Linked DNA regions of Mus musculus: region 1 is linked to region 2. The links are chromatin contacts, called in public HiChIP or PLAC-seq maps. All regions are on one chromosome and are shown on one strand. Each heading gives the region's core, a stretch centred on a gene start, on an enhancer-like site or on the middle of the called end of the contact. The rest is flanking DNA. Distances are from core to core; before and after follow the strand shown.

The links. HiChIP or PLAC-seq counts read pairs in DNA pulled down with a chosen protein or histone mark.
Region 1: a contact with region 2 is called in a FOXA1 HiChIP or PLAC-seq map of pancreatic cancer cells. The contact joins two enhancer-like sites. A contact is called at or near these places in 3 of 39 promoter capture datasets (the C10 cell line, cranial neural crest and frontonasal cranial neural crest), 1 of 115 datasets of contacts at active chromatin or transcription factors (pancreatic cancer cells) and 1 of 9 other capture datasets (adipose tissue).

What each region holds. Positions count from the first base shown.
Region 1 is chr14:70,332,049-70,334,791 of GRCm38.p6, forward strand. The region is part of intron 1 of Slc39a14 (solute carrier family 39 (zinc transporter), member 14); the gene reads right to left. Among named protein-coding and RNA genes, the nearest start is that of Slc39a14, 18 kb to the right of the region's middle. Within about 2 kb of position 1,398, at least 184 of the 459 cell types and tissues checked have an H3K27ac peak or open chromatin away from gene starts, as enhancers often do. A contact at or near this core is called in pancreatic cancer cells, where this site is marked.
Region 2 is chr14:70,105,202-70,107,901 of GRCm38.p6, forward strand. All of the region lies in intron 1 of Bin3 (bridging integrator 3), which reads left to right. Among named protein-coding and RNA genes, the nearest start is that of Bin3, 6.5 kb to the left of the region's middle. Within about 2 kb of position 1,355, at least 152 of the 459 cell types and tissues checked have an H3K27ac peak or open chromatin away from gene starts, as enhancers often do. A contact at or near this core is called in pancreatic cancer cells, where this site is marked.

The sequences.
Region 1 (2,743 bases), core at 148-2,647, 230 kb after region 2:
GTTAACACTGAGGCATCTCTCCAGCCCCAGGAATGTGTATTTTTGTTTCTCTACCCTTAGTAGGCTGAACCATAATTTATTTTCCAAATGAAGTGCATAATACACAGGACAGGACCACTAAGAGTAAGCTACCAATTCCATTAACAGACATCAGGGAACAAGTGAGTGTGTGCCCTCCCACCACCACAGACAAATGTTGGAAAACAGAACAATCAACCTGGTGTCAGAGGTGGCCAAGAGAGCTCCCCTAAAGGAAAGTTCAGACCCCTAGAACATGTAAAAACAAGCTAGTGGAGGGGGTGGGGGGATGGAACACTCTATCCATAGAAACTAGTAGAGAGGGAACATCTACTTGAAGTCCACAGTGACTAAGACACACAAGAAATCACACAGGGGATAGCATTAGAGGCTACAGACAACAGGCCTTGAAAGGTTCAAGAAAACATATGGTTCAATTGTGGTGCAAATCAAACCCAGCCTCAAACACTGGAGGCAAGTGTGCCGCCATTGAGGTAACCCCCTGGTACCTACTTCTGTTTGTTTGTTTGTTTGTTTGTTTGTTTGTTTGATTGATTGATTGATTGATTGATTTGTTTATTTGTAGTCGAACACTACAGTTCAGGTTGGCTTGGAACTCACTAGGTAGCCTAGGCCAACCTAAAACTCCTGGCAATCCTCCTGCCACAACTAACCAAAGAGCTGGGAGTACAGGCATGAGCTACTAGGCCTGGCATTTGCATTCTTGGCTGCATCCTGGAGAATGAACGGGCAGGGAGGCAGGCAGATGAGGAGCAGGAGATTAAACAGCAGCAGGCTCTCACAGACAGACATCCAAGTGAAAACAGAGAACCAGTTGGGTCTTAAGGGCAAGAGTTCTTTGTGTTGGACTCAGGCTCAACCGCAACCCAGGCTGGATTATGCAGACCTCAGAATTCTGCAAGCAGAATTAGAAAAGAGACCACCCCAACATTCAGGCTAAGACACATCTGCTCAACATTCCTGCTTCAGTGGGCAGGTAATTTAAGAAATGTGTACTTTAGCTTTGCAGTAAAACATACCCCAAGGGCCTTTGGCTACACTGCTTGGTGAATGGCCGAGACTATCCGCCCCAGCGCCCCTTCTCCCCCAGCCCTTCCAGTCCTCTTGCAAGCCAGTTCAAGCCCAAGACCTCCTCAAAGGCTCTAGCTGGCCAGTCTCCATGAGACACCCTGGCATAGGCCACTATTTGAAGGAAGTCATTCTTTATGTGTACAATCTTCAGGTTCACCTGAGAACCTGCTGGAAGGGCAAATTCTCTGTACCTCCAGGCAAACCAGAAACCAGGTTGGCCCAGGACTGTGGGTTTTACTTGGGAGCTCTGGCAATGTTCCTGCACACTAAAGCCTGAGGCTTGCCACTCCACTTCCATGAAAACCAAAGGGGCAATAAAAGGGACCACGTGGCTCTTTCTACCAGTATCTAACCTTCCTGACTGATCACTACTTCCTGCAGGGCACCTGGACACCCTGCACTCATGAAAAAAGAGGATTACTAAAAAACAAACAAACAAACAAAAAGTAAAGAAAAATAAACACCTATTTCCAAGTTGGGGAAGCAGGCAGCAGAAGGGACAGACAGAAATGACACCAATCCTAAACCTTCTCCTCTTACATAGCATGCTCTTTGGCCAAGGGTACATACAGCCAGTCAGTGAGTCACTGATTACTAAGCTGCAAGGCTTTCCCACATCCTCTGCCTTCTCACTGTGTGACCACAAACCGGAGCATCTTGCTTCCTGAGGTCCCAACCCAGCCTACTGACCCTAACTCAGCTTTAGCCACTAGGACTCTTCCTCCTCGTTTCCTTGCCTGACTTCCTCTCTCACTCACACACACACACACACACACACACACACACACACACACACACACACTCCGCCACCGCCGCCCGCCACCCATGTCACCCCTGCACCTTCTTATCCCCATCACTCTGGACTCAAAATCGTGCCGGAGCTGGCAGAGAGCTAGCATGTACATGCTCACCCAGCTCTAAGGTGAGGAGGGTCCAGGAGAGGAACGAGGAGGTCCTTCAGAAATAGGTCTCCACTCCATTTTGGTCCTCCCCAGCACTGCCTCACCCAACCCAGGCCCATTCTTTCCTTCCTCTTTGTCTCAGGGTCCAGGCACTTAGAATGACAGACAGGCTTACATTTTAATCAGGTTAACTGCCTTGATTGTTTCTTAACAGGGGGGGTGTTTGGCACAGCCTTCTGTTATAACCCTTCCCTCCCCAGGCATTTCTATAAGGCCTAGGGACTTCATCATGGAAGCGCATTGGGTAAGGCTATCAGGGACAAGAGAAGCAGCACAGGAGCATCTTCTAGAAGCTCCCTGTGTTGAAAGGGGCAAGGGGAGATGGTGAAGGCCCCAGCATCTTCCTGATTTGCCCATCTCCGTCCTGGCCTGACCACTGCAGAGAAGTTGAGAAGTTCAAGCACAGATGGATTCCTACCTCGAAGCCAAGCAGGCTTCTGGTTCATCCCACACAGAGCCACAGATCGGCACATGCCGTATAGATCGAGGCCACATGAGCAAACCTGCTGACACACTGCCATCTCCAGGCAATATGTGCAAAACTGAGTTCCCCAGCACTCCCTCCCCAGCCTCTCACAAACTGCCTGCCTATTAAAAAAGGATCAACATTCTAGCCAGACTTAAAGGCTTACTCTTTCCAGCTAACACGAACCCTAGCTCCAATCTGGGAA
Region 2 (2,700 bases), core at 105-2,604:
CTCTAGGGTTTGCTTATGGACACGTGTAGTGAAAATATGAGGAGAATAAGAAATCAGCGGGGTGGTGATGGCACACGCCTTTAATCCCAGCGCTTGGGAGGAAGGGGGGGAGGTGTCTGTGAGTTAGAGGCCAGCCTGGTCCACAGAGCAAGTTCCAGGACAGCCAGGACTACACAGAGAAACTCTGGGGGTTGGGGAGGAGGGAGGGAGGGAGGTGAGTCCTAGGATAACAAAAAAGGACAGGACTCAGTCTTGGGGCTCCAGCAGCATCTGTAAAGTTGGACACCCACCCTCTCCTGTCTTCAGGTCTTGCTGATGGACTAGGATGAGAGTAGACGGTCACCCATCTGTCAAGCACGAGAAGGTTCTCAGAAGTCATCACCAAGCACCTTGAATTTCCTATCTACTCTTTTCCTGGCTTTTAAACACATACCAGCCTCCAAGTTGCTAGCACAAATCCTCACACTGTTTAGGGAGAAATCCCCTCTGTGTTGTAAACTGGGGTGTAGCTTGGCCCTGGATGTGGTACAGTCTGCTATAGACTTGCTTCAAGAACAGCACAGAAGTCTTCTGTCCACTCCCCCCCGCCTCCCTGTGTAACTTCTGTCACTTTGCAGCTCTCCCTCTAGGCCTCAGTTTGGTCTTCATCACAGTACCATTGCCACCACCATCGCAGCAAAACTCTCCAGACCTAACTTACCACATGTCAGGAGCTGTTTCAAGCATTAGACTTACTCAACACCTCAGCAGCCTATAGGCTAAGCAGACGTTTACCCTATCTTACAGGTAAGGAAACTGAGGAAGTTGAGGTGACTTGTGTGAATGTCACAGATGGTGGTGAGCACAGCCAGGATCTGAACCCCAGCGTTCTGACACCTGACCTCCCCCCCCCCCCAGTGCCATCCCTGTGAAGTACAGAGTCTGGCCATAGTAGATGCTTAATAAATGCTCACTTTAATTCAGCGGCGCCCTTGTTTACATGACCTAACACCATGTGGTTCACTCTGTCTCCCCTTGAGAGGACAGCTTGGGGGACAGCGGGAAGGAGGGATCATAGATGAGCCGATGGATTGTCCTGGTCCCACATACAAGTCGGCCAAGTCACAGAGTCATGCTTTTTATTTTTAATTATTCACACACCCTCTTCAAATGAATGGCAGGTCAGGGGTCGTGTTCCAAGCTCTCTGACTTGGGATGCACTTAATTCATGTCAAGCCAGGGCAGGGGGCAGTGGTCATAGGTAACTGAGGTGAGTGATTTCAGCCCTGGTTGTTACCCTCTAAGGATGTCTGTCCTTCCCTTTCTCAGGCTGACCTTTCTCTGGCCTTCAGCATAGCAGCTAGAAAAGCGATCCACTGAGCACCTGTTCCAGCAGTGCCACATGACTATAAACCCTGCCTGGCCGTGACCCAGGCCTTGGGCTTCTACTTGTATGATTGTCAAAGTGGCAGGCCTTGTGGGCCTTAGACCAGAGCAGGCAGGACTCCAAAGAAGATGGGGGCAGAGCCAGTCCTAGGCTGGAGAAGCTGCTGTCTCCCGCCCACCTTCCTCTCCTGCCGAGACAGTGACTCAGGCCCAGACCACTCCCTGGGGAGCCAGGGTTTCAGCCACTATCAACCACCGCCCACTCTTGCTCAGACCTCCTTCCCTCTCACCCCCACCCCAGCTCTGGGAGTCTCTTGCCCAGCTGGAGATATCCAGAGACGCAGAAAGGGGGAGCCTAAATCATTCTGGGGTTCTCTCTACCCACAGGCCTAGATTCCTATTTACCAGAAACATATTTTGGGAAGGCAGGTGAAGCCGAGAGCGAGGAGCTTACAGAGCTTTGAACTCCCAACCATTGTGTATGTGAGTGCAGGGGATGCTCCCAAGAAGGCAGGACTTGAGTGATGTGCTGGGGTGACTCAGGGGATCCCCACCCAGCCACCATCTGGGTCAGCCTCTTATCTCTGTCCCTGCAGTAGGGGCGGGTGAGGAAACAAAAGATTGAGAAACCTAGCAAATTGAGAATGCAAATAGCCGATTTGTAAATAGATGTTACACAAGAGCAGGAACTTTTTTGGAAGGTTTTACTGAGACAGACAGAATTAGCCAACTGCCATCATGCTGCTAATAGAGATATTTACTGTTTGAAAGGAGTATATTTGTAGCTTCGGAGAACATCCTGTTGACTTTTCTTTATTGTGAAAAAAAAAAAAATAGAATCCTTTCCCTTCTGTACACTCGGAACTTGTTTTTTGTTTTCTTTCTGTCCGAGGTGAGGCATGTTGGAGGTTGTGGACTGTTTTCACCATTTTGTTACTGAGACCAAAATATCCCTTCCCCTGACCTCTGGTGCTTATGTTTATAGAGTGACCAGCAGAACTGAGAAGTGCCCGCCGGTTGAGAGAGGGAACTATAAACCTCTTGATTGCTTCCAGAACATTGCTTCTGGGTAGCAAACCCTACTTTCTCTCTGGGCTACTGCTTGTCCCCAGGAAGGGGGGTGGGGAACAGGATAAAAGCCGGGTCAGGAGGGACAACTCATATGCTGCCACCTCCCAGAGTAGCAGCTCCTCCTAGCCTGACTTCCACTGGGAAGGACGGAGAACAGAGAGCCTGGTGAAGTGTAGCGAGCCTACAGCTTCTTTCCTCTTGTCCCCCTCCTTGCCACCTCCCTCTGCCCACTGAGAGTATGTCCCATATCAGTGCCAAGGAGCA